Regions from separate parts of the Pan troglodytes genome. Here region 2 is linked to region 1. Evidence: chromatin contacts called from public HiChIP or PLAC-seq data. All regions are on one chromosome and are shown on one strand. The core of a region is the stretch at or near the end of the contact, and the rest is flanking DNA. Distances in the headings are between cores, read along the strand shown. Region 1 holds the start of ALKBH8 (alkB homolog 8, tRNA methyltransferase). Region 2 holds the start of CUL5 (cullin 5).

What was found. HiChIP or PLAC-seq counts read pairs in DNA pulled down with a chosen protein or histone mark.
Region 2: a contact with region 1 is called in an H3K4me3 HiChIP or PLAC-seq map of stem cell-derived excitatory neurons, with 7 times the contacts expected there. The contact joins the promoter of CUL5 here to the promoter of ALKBH8 in region 1. A contact is called at or near these places in 1 of 7 Hi-C or Micro-C datasets (stem cell-derived neural progenitor cells) and 1 of 1 datasets of contacts at active chromatin or transcription factors (stem cell-derived excitatory neurons).

The regions. Positions count from the first base shown.
Region 1 is chr9:109,548,763-109,554,072 of NHGRI_mPanTro3-v2.0_pri, forward strand. ALKBH8 (alkB homolog 8, tRNA methyltransferase) reads right to left here and starts at 3,762. Exons shown (of 12, transcript XM_063784489.1): 1 at 3,599-3,762.
Region 2 is chr9:109,992,228-109,997,486 of NHGRI_mPanTro3-v2.0_pri, forward strand. CUL5 (cullin 5) reads left to right here and starts at 1,461. Exons shown (of 20, transcript XM_522173.9): 1 at 1,461-2,235; 2 at 2,237-2,266. The coding sequence starts at 2,011.

The DNA of each region.
Region 1 (5,310 bases), core at 2,512-5,011:
TAAGATGGATGTGGGCTGGGAGCAGTGACTCACACCTGTAATCTTTGGGAGGCCAAGGCAGGCAGATCACTTGAGGTCAGGAGTTCAAGACCAGCCTGGTCAACATGGTGAAACTCTGTCTCTACTAAAAGTACAAAAAATTAGCCACGTGTGGTGGTGGGCACCTGTAGTCCCAACTACTTGGGAGGCTGAGGCAGGAGAATCGCTTGAACCCAAGAGGCAGAGGTTGCAGTGAGCCAAGATCATGCTACTACACTCCAGCCTGGCAACAGAATGAAATTCCATCTCAAAAAAAAAAAAAAAAAAAAAAAAAGTATGTAAACTGGAAAAGTTGGGAAGGCCTCAAAACAGGAGATTTGAACCATGTACTGAAGGATAAGAATACTATAGAATCAAATAAAAAGGAAAGTATTAAGTGAGGCAGTAAACAGCAGAAGCTAAAACCAAAATGGACATGTTTGGCCAAGACACCAAGATATAGGCATAATTTTTTTAGACCAGTCCCACTCTCTGCGGACTTTAAAGTCTTCAAAGTCAACCAAATAAATAAATTTGGGGGGTAAATAAAATCTTATCTATCTTATTTCACATAAAATCATAAACAGTCAAAATTCTAATTACTAATCTTTAGTATAGAAGACAAATGCCAAGTCTCTTAAAATGCCAGCAGTCCAGCTTCCTAGCACAGGGGGTACATACGAGGATGTAAGGCCAGTGAGGCAGGCAGGCTGGCTGGCAGCATAGCAGAGAGATGAGAGGTAAAAAAAAAATAATAATAATAATCCAGCTTGTTAATTAGAAATGGTGGCCTGATCTAGGCTGGGGGCAACAGAAAGAAGGGAAACAGGGGGAGAGGAGAAAGAGGAAGGGTGAGTGAAAAGTTCAGGCAGAATAGAGAGGCCTCGATGACTACCCAGACATGAGGGAGACAGGAATCAAAGATTACTTGCTAACCAGTTAGAGACTGAGTGACTAAGAGACGAGTGCTACCACTTCAAAACTGGAAAGTCAGGAGGAGGTTCAGGAAGAGCTGCTCAGTATAGGAGGTAATGAGTCATATTTAGGATATAATATGTTTAAGGTATTGTGAGATACAGAGTTGCAATGTCTGGCTGGCAAGTGACAAAATAAAGTGGCTCCTAGGAAAGGAACTGAGGTTAAAAAGGTTTAGGAGTCAGTCATCATTAAGACAGGAAGGGGATAAGTGAATGGACATGTCTAACATTGCATGAATTATAATTATTTGTTTTAGTATCTGTCCCCTTCCACCGAACTGTGAGCTTTCTGAAGGTGGGATTAAATCATACTTTTCTTAGTTACCACAGAGCCTCATTCAGTGCTATGAGGTAATATAATACAGTGTTTAGGAGTCCATGTTCCAGGTTCAAATCTCAGCTCAACCACTGATTATTAGCTGTATAATCCTATATGAGTTGGTTATATATCTCTGTGTTCCAGTTTCTTTATCTAGGAATAGGGATAAAAATAATAGTGCCTATCCCACAGCTTTCTTAGAATTAAATTTATTTATTATTATTTATTTATTACTGTTGATTTTCAGAAGCAGCAGATCAAAATGGCTTAAGAAAACAAAGAATATCTGAGGCCCTTCAAAGGAGCTATTTTAGAGCCATTCCATTTCAAGATCTTCATCTGTGGAACAGCAACTTTGCAGTATGTCATGGAGAACAAGGGATGACTGCACTACAGAATTTTTAATATTTCACATGAGCAAACACTGCAAAGAAGGAATGAGAAAGAAACGATGCTAAATATATCTTTTTAAAATGTCTGCCACTAAGAGTCCAGCACCAGCAGGTGGAGCCTCATAACCACATTTTTGTCATCCCCTTTCCTTTTTCTCTCCCTCAGTCATGCAATATTATTGCACGTGAAGAAAGACACTAAATGGCCTTTGAGGCTCAGTTTTCCACCATTCCAGTGGCTAGGCAATGTGCTGGCCCAACATATCTGAGTCATCTCAACAAGGATAGGCTGATACCAGCTGCTGAGGTCTGGAGGTGCCCCCTTCTGACAAAGCCACTTCCCTGGCCAGAGTTTCCACTAATGCACAGATACTTGGATGCTCCCTGTGACATTATTGGAGTGAAGTCACTATTAACTATGATAGTAGCCATGCTGAGTCCTGTCCAGCCAGCTCCAGCCTAAGCGTACTCTCTGTGGGATAATGAAAGTTTGGAGATTATGCATGCTCTGCTACTTGCTTGTTAGTGAGTTTAAAGCCAATATATCCTACTAGATATTGCCCTACGTGGTAATAGTGGTATGTACATCATGCCCTCCTTGAATAATAGAGAGCCTATTATGAAACAAGCAGTATAGACAAATGTTCCTATACTTATGTTTAAAAAAATGCAAAAACCATGATTACTTTTGCACAACCTAATAATTAATAGCAAAGATTAGAAAGAATCTAACTTCCTATCAAACGGGCCCAATTTTAAAGTACGGCACCGGTATACAGAGTTTACATATAAATCTTTAGAAAATACAAGAAATTGGTGATATGGGTTGCCTCCAGGGAAGGAAAATGGATCGATGACTAAAGGAATGAAAGGAAGCTTTCTTCTTTCATGACTTTTGAAGTTAGTAGCTATTTAAACTGCATCATCTATTTAAAAAGAAAATAAAGATTTAAAATTTTTAGAAAAAAATTCACCCCATCACTTGTCACGACACCCCGTTTTAACTCTTTGAATAACACTTACTACATATTTTCTTACACTCTCATTAATTTGTTTATTCTGTCTTTCCCCATAACTGAATAAAGTACACTCACTCCATGAAGTAGAGATTTTGTCTCTATTGTTCACCCTGTAGCACCCAGCACTGAAACAGGATTTAGCACCTAGCAGCCACTCAATAACCATTTGTCGAATAAACCTAAATCGACTTTGCTGTCTTACCTCCTAAACCTCCCCTCCTCCAGAATTCTGAGTTTGGTGGCCTTCTTCAACGTTTTCATTAACACCTAGCATGGACCTCTATCTCTAGAGTTCTCACATGGTATTATAATTGCCTGTTTGTGTTGGGCTTCGGCCAGAAAACTGTCATCTATTTAAAGGCACAGACTTGGTGCCTGACATACAACTGACAATAAATATTCAATGAAATCTATCAAAATAACAGGCTGACGCTACCAGAGGTCCAGGAGTCGCAGGGTTTGCTCAAATAAGAGCACAGGAAGACTCAGCTGCGCAAGGGATCAGATCATCAGCACTGCCTTTGCATCGATGCAATCAGACCGATTGTCACCGGTCAGAAAAGCCCCAGAAGCGCCAAACTAACACGCCCCATGTTGGAACCGTCCTCTCCAACCCCAAAGAAAACAGAAGATTGACTCAGGCACCACGTGAGCGCCCGAACCAAACACAAACACGTGCACCCTAAACACAGAGAACCACCCAACGCAGACACCCTACTGCCCACACTGCACCAAGGGCGCCTCTGGGATCCATCCCCTTTCCCTAGGTTCTCAGCCCTAGCTGGCAAGGCGGATAGAGAAGACCGGAAGAGGCTGAAAAGAGGAAGCGGTGATTTGCAGCCCGTATGCCCGCCAGTAAGAAGTGCCACACACCTCCGCTTCGGCTCAGGCCGGATTCTCACCATGCGGGTGCCTTCTTCTTTGCCAGCCTCTCCACTCTAGCACCAGAACGCCGCAGCGGATACTTGCACGCCACCTCCCCTGGGCGCGGCCATGTTGGAGAAAACTGCACTACATTTCCCATGAGCCCGCGGGACAACGAACAGCGCTCCCACAGTCCTCTTCGCCTCCCAGAGCCCGGGAGTGACCCTTTCTCGACCAAGTGTGTCTTTGTAAAGTGCTGTCTGTTACACTGAAAATTCAGTTGTCTTTTTGGGGGGAGTAGTAATAATTGGTAGTGCAGCTATATTTTTATCTGTTGCTCTCCAAATGGACAAGGTCAAACAGGTTTGGGCCCTTCGGTCTTTCAGTAATGTCCTCTGGCACCTTGGATTCTTCGTGCATATTTCCTCCTGAATCTTATTAGAAGTGAGAAAGGAAAATAAATCTTGGTGCCACAAAATCACTAAGCTAAAGGGAAAAGTCAAGCTAGGAACTGCTTGGGCAAACCTGCCTCCCATTCTATTCAAAGTCATCCCTCTGAGTCATCCCTCTGCTCACTGAGATAAATGCATATCTGATTGCCTCCTTTGGAAAGGCTCATCAGAAACTCAAAAGAATGCAACCATTTGTCTCTCAGCTGTAATACGTACGACCTGGAAGCCCCCTCCTCACTTTGAGTTGGCCTGCCTCTGCTTCAATTTGTCCCTCCTTTCTGGACGGAACCAATGTTCATCTTACATATATTGATTGATGCCTCATGTCTCCCTAAAATGTATAAAACCAAGCTGTGCTCCCACCACCTTGGACACATATCATCAGGACCTCCTGAGGCTGTGTCACGGGCGGGCGTCCTTAACTTTGGCAAAATAAATTTCCTAAATTGACTGAGACCTGTCTCAGATATTCAGGGTTCACAGAGATATGGGAGAGGATCCTGGGGTCTGAAAGATGACATTACATGGGCAGGAGGGAAGGAAGTGAATATGCATGAATGTGCCAGGGGAATGGTGAGTACCACAGAGTAATAGAAAGATGTGTGGAAGAATGGTGAAGGAAGCAAGACAGAATTCTGTAGGCCTGCAGAGTGGGAGTTGCAGGGAGGAAGGTTAGAGAAATGAAATGATATGACCAGAGCTTCTTGTGGTAAGTGGGAGGAGAGACTAGAAGATGACTGATGAAGTGAAAAGTAACGAAATATTAACAAGCCCAGTAGTGGCAGAGGGAAAGAAAAAAAGAGTTGGTAACAGATCATAAGTAAAAGACAAAGGAGAGGGTGATGATTAGCAGTTGTTCCTGCTCTGTTATTTGTTATATAAATGTACCATAATCCTTCTACCTGCATTGGTTTATGAGCTATGTGAGTGCAGGGAGGGAAAGGTGCAGGGGAAGAGGAATCACCTTCCCATGTTGTTGATACAATGCCCCCTATCTGCAGGGCACCACAGTGGACTAACAATAAAATAGCTGGCTGACCAGGAAAAGTGGCAGTGAAAAAAGAGTGCTGTTGAATGGCGGAATGATTTGTGTGGAGAATACGTTACAAAGATGAAAGAAGAGGCAGATAGACAAGCATTGCAATAGTCTAGGAAAGAAAGGGTGAGACCAAAACTTAATAGTAAAAATGAGGAGGCAAGTGCAAGCTGGAGAGGTCAAATCCACCAGACATTGCAAGCTACATGAGTATAAGAGGACACACAGGAAAT
Region 2 (5,259 bases), core at 211-2,710, 440 kb after region 1:
ATAGCTACTTTGCACAGGCTGGTCTCGAACCCCTGGGCTCAAGTGATCTGCCTGCCTTCGCCTCCCAAAGTGCTGGGCTTACAGGATTGCGCCACTGTGCTTGGCTGAAATGCATAAATCTTAAGGGTATACTGGCTGAGTTTTGACAAGTGCATACACCTGAATAACTGAAGTCCCTACCACAATATAGAACATTACATCACCCCAGAAAGTCGAAGGAAGACTACTTTTGATTGTATTATTTTTAGCACCTTCTGAATTTTGTATTATGTGCCTGCGCTATTTTTAAGAAATAAATATTTAAGCATTTTAAATATTTAAACATTTTTATAACAGTGGGCCGATTCTAAATTGGATGAGAAAGAGTGAAAACAGGAGATGGCAGATAACAGGTGGGGTCAATGGAATGGAGAACTTATTGAAGTCAGAGTTGTAGCAGTGGTGTTTCCAGAACAAGTGAGTTAGGAAAATTGGAATGCTTCGGTTGACAGTAGGACGCTGAAATCAAGCTCTCAAAAGTTGTCTTAAGGTTCAGTTAAGCATAAGCAAAGGGTGGCTTGGGTAGATGGAGATTAGGATACTAGTTTCCTTTCCCTTCCTACGCTCTCAAGTGCACACTGTATTTTTTTGTTTGTAGTTTTTTGTTTGTTTGTTTTTTTGTTTTTTTTGTTCTTTTTTTGAGACAAGAGTCTCGCTCTGTCGTCCAGGCTGGAGTGCAATAGCGCGATCTCGGCTCACTGCAATCTCCACCTTCAGGGTTCAAGCGATTCTCCTGCTTCAGCCTCCCGAGTAGCTGGGATTACAGGTGCCCGCCACCATGCCCGGCTAATTTGTGTATTTTTAGTAGAGACAGGGGTTCACCATGTTGGCCAGGCTGGTCGCGGACTCCTGACCGCAGGTGTCTCGGCCTCCCAAAGTGCCGATTATAGGCGTGAGCCACGGTGCCCTATAGGGATTATAGGCGTGAGCCACTGCGCCCGGCCTCTTTGCAATATTTATCACAACTCCCACTAAGTAATATTTGACTTGTGTAACCATCCTTAACATTTGGCTACCTTATTAGGCCATAAACTCCAAACAAGCAGGGGTCTTCTCTTTTATTTAATCCTGTATTTCCTGTGCCTAGTACATATAAGTGCTCAAACAAGTATTAACTACTTGATTGGATTCTTTAAGTAGGCCCATCCCTCTTCTCTTAGTCCAGAGCTCTTACTTATTTCTACGCATTATGGCCGTATGAAGGCTGTTTGTAAACATGCAAAATACAATACCAGGTATCCTGCAGGTTCCACATGTAAATTATATTATCTCATTGGCCAGTGGTGTGTGGTCTGAAGGGGTAAAACCTGGGGGCTTATGGTTTAGGATCTTCTAGGATAATGTGCCTTCAGAAAATCGAAGATTAATATTCATTCTCTAAACAATCTTTTTTTTTTTTCAAACTTTTTTGTAATGACGAGGGTGTTGAACTGGCCTCAAGTGATCCTCCCCCTTCGGCCTCCCAAAGCACTGAACAATATTTTATCTAAGTGCCAAGCATTCCTGAATAGAAATATTAAGAGTCATCACGCTTGTGCAGTCAACACATATTTACTGGGCGCATTCTATGCACGAGTTATTGAAGACAGCTGTTGTGAGCATTTCAGGACAATGCACCTCCCTTAACACCGAGTCCGGGATTTGGGGCGGGGTGCCGGAAAACGCCAGGTCCCGCCAGCAGAGGGCGCGGTCCCGGCCTCGCTGCAGCCTCGGGACCCACCGAGGCTTCCAGGCTCCCACGCTCGCTCCCGAGCGCGTCCCCGCCCTCGCGTCACGTGACGTGGCCGCGGAACCTGAGCTGCGGGGCCTAAGCCGAGCTAAATTCGTTGCAGGTGGCCGCGGCGGGTGCAACCACAAAGGCTAATCCGAAGGAGTCGGGGAGGCTCGTGGAGTCGATGCTTCCTCTTCCAAGTCAGGTCGGCTCCCGTTACCTTCTCAGCATTCGCGGTTCACGTCTTCCTGAGCGCGTGCATGAGGTCTTTCGCGTGGGGAAGCTCCGGTGACCATGTAGGGGACAAGAGTGAGGAAGCTCCTGGTGCTTGGGACGAGGTCAGCGCTGTCGGCGCGCTGCTCCAGCGCCCACCACACCCTGGTGCGGGCCGACGGGCCCTGGGCCCTGGTGGGAGCTCCGGCCTCCGGTCAAGGCCTGGCCGGGAGCGCCACGAATTCTCGCGTCGTCTCGCGAGAGTCCAAGTTAAAGAACATGGCGACGTCTAATCTGTTAAAGGTAAGACCCTCACTCCAGCTTGGGTTTTACTGTGTGGCCGCCGGGTTCGGCTCTTTGGGAAAGGCACGGCTCAGGTTCAGCTGCGAAGTGTGGGAGTGTTCAGGGGTTGTCTACTGGCAGGGAAGCCGCGGTGGCAGCCGGCGAGTACCGGAACGCGGGTCTGTGGCCTTGGGGTCGACAGGCTCTGGTGGTCGCTCCCGCCGACTGGCCGCTGGGAGAAAAGCCTGGCTGAGCGCTGGCGAGGAGCGATGCTTTCAAGGGACCAGCTCTGGCCGGGAGCGGGAGATGAATGGTCGTGCAGTGTCCTGACCAGCTGGGCCGTTAGTACTGTTAGGTCTCAGTTTCTTGTAAAGCAATGTCTAAGACGCATCAAAGGAAAAACCAAGAAAATGCTGCCTAACAGGTTTCAGTGACTCGACCCCCCACTTCTTCCATTTCTGTTCTCGTTCTGTCTGCACGAAATTCCGAGTCAGACCAGCAGTGCCTCCCACTCCACCCCGCTTCCTCCCTTTTCTGCGTGTTACACCTTCCCTCCTAATTCTCCCATTCTTGAGTTCGTCTTTTTCCTTAGGAAACTGCTTCCTAACCCCCACCCAGTTACAGGACACAACCAGATGACAACTGATGAAGCGATACCATCGTTTTAGGGCGCAGGAAAGTTACCTTGTCAAAGACAGTATTTAAAGTTAGTTTTATATAGCAAGGGAGATCTAGGCCCACAGGGGCAGATTCTCCACCAGTTAAAAAGTTTGGAGAAGAATGAGGAAGACTTAGAACTAGTCTGTTCTGTGTATGTGTCTGTAGTAGTTAATCATTTGCCTTAAAAGTACGGACAGAAATGGGAGTAGTGAATAGCTCAGGGAACATAATATTAATGGCAAAAACCGCAGTCACTTTTGCACCAGCCTAATACAAAGGATGAACCACTTCTTCCTGAGGCCTCTCATGCCTTCAGGCAATGTGGATGAATACTAGAAAATAATAGAAAATATACAGGAACCTAACCATCATGTCTTCTTTAGACCACTGATATTTGATTGTCTAATAGATGGGACTGTCTCATAAAATGAAGAACAAATTTTACTAAGAGGCAGTACTGTATATCACCTTTTAAAAGGGAGAGGGGCCCTAGAATTAGACTCCCTGAATAGCCACCACTTAAAAGCTGTATGACTTTGGGCAAGTTTCCTTATGAGTAGGACGGCATTATCAGTAGCACCTGTATCATAGGAACATTGTGAAGATTAAATTAGTTAATATATCTATAATGCTTAAAACAGTGCCTGGCACTTAGTTAGTATAGTACAATAAATTACTATAACTACTCCCCCTCTTTCGTTAAGAAAACGAATTCGGGGAATTGAGTAACCCATCCCACTCTGCTTTTCTCTTTTATAATGGTATAGCAAATTTCCCATGCTTTACTTCAGAAAGAAAATTTGTGGGCTGGGCACAGTGGCTCACTCCTGTAATCTCAGCTCTTTGAGAGGCCAAGGTGGGAGGATTGTTTTAGATACATTAATTTAATCTTCACAGTGTTCCTACAATATAGGTGCTATTGATAATTCTGAGTTAGAGGTTATAGTTAACTATGATCACGCCACTGCTCTGTGAGACTCTAAATGAAAAAAGAAAAGGAAAGAAAATTTGTTTTATTTCTGAAGATTCCTATTGATGCATCTGTGTGTTTACATAAACAGTATGCTATTAATTGAAATGTGTTTAAGAAGTAATTTTGTCCGTGATTCTGGAAAATTTTGACTTGTTGATTACCTGGATATAAAGCAAGGTCTTTTTCTCCCCAAAAATAACTCTCAGAAAAGAGTAAGTCACTGTACTACTTACAAAACCTCACAAAGGATTGTTTGGAGGAGAAGCTACTTTGGTCTATATTAGTTAAGTACTTACCTGTGGAAGCTACTTTGGTTCATATTAGTTGAGTACTTACCTGTGGAAGCTACTTTGGTTCATATTAGTTAAGTACTTGTGGAAATTCTGAATCTACATCCACAGCACAGACCTGTGAATGGGAAAACTGCCTGAATATACAGAAAACGGGGTACTTAGGGTTTAGGTTTAAAAGCTCACAAGAATTTAAAAAGTGTTTTAACTTGAACATTTACAAATAAAGGGAAGGTGATAATATTTTGAAAAAAATTAGTAAGTGACTCAGTGACTCTAGTGAACTTTCTTGATGTGTAACTTAGAAGTTAGAAGCCAATGTCATAAAAAAACCACCAGCTTTTCTTTCTTTTTAATTTTTTTTTTTTGGAGGGGGACGGAGTCTCGCTCTGTTGCCAGGCTGAAGTTCAGTGGTGCGATCTTGGTTCACTGCAACTTCCGCCTCCCGGGTTCAAGCGATTCTTCTGCCTCAGCGTCCCGAGTAGCTGGGACTACAGGCGCACGCCACCACGCCCAGCTAATTTTTGTATTTTTAGTAGAGACAGGGTTTCACCATGTTGGCTAGGATGGTCTCCATCTTTTGACCTCATGATCCACCCGCCTCGACCTCTCAAAGTGCTGGGATTATAGGCGTGAGCCACCATGTCCAGCTGCTTTTCTTTTTTAATATTGGAATTTGACTCTAATAATTTTATTGTCTGTTTAAAGCAAGTGGACTATTGCTGGATCTTAGAAGTCTTTCAGCTATGTAAAGATTTGTGTAGCACATTTTGACATATACAGTTAACTGCTTAGGGGTTTTGTATCTCTGAAAACCTTTCCATGTAACTACTTTATCTTTGTTGTTTTTCCTTACAGAGTGAGTCTGTAGAACATTTGTAGGGATCTGATATTATAATTTTATCTTCTGTTTTAGATTACTTTGAACATGTAATTGTGATTGTTCCTTTTCTTTTGCAATTATCATCTGGGCCCTTAGTGCTCATTTTTTTCTTTTCCAGTTTATTGTTCCACCCCAAACAGCAATTGTTTCAACCTTTTCTTGCTGAGCCTCACCCCTCTTAATTCTTAGTACATTACTTTACCCAGCT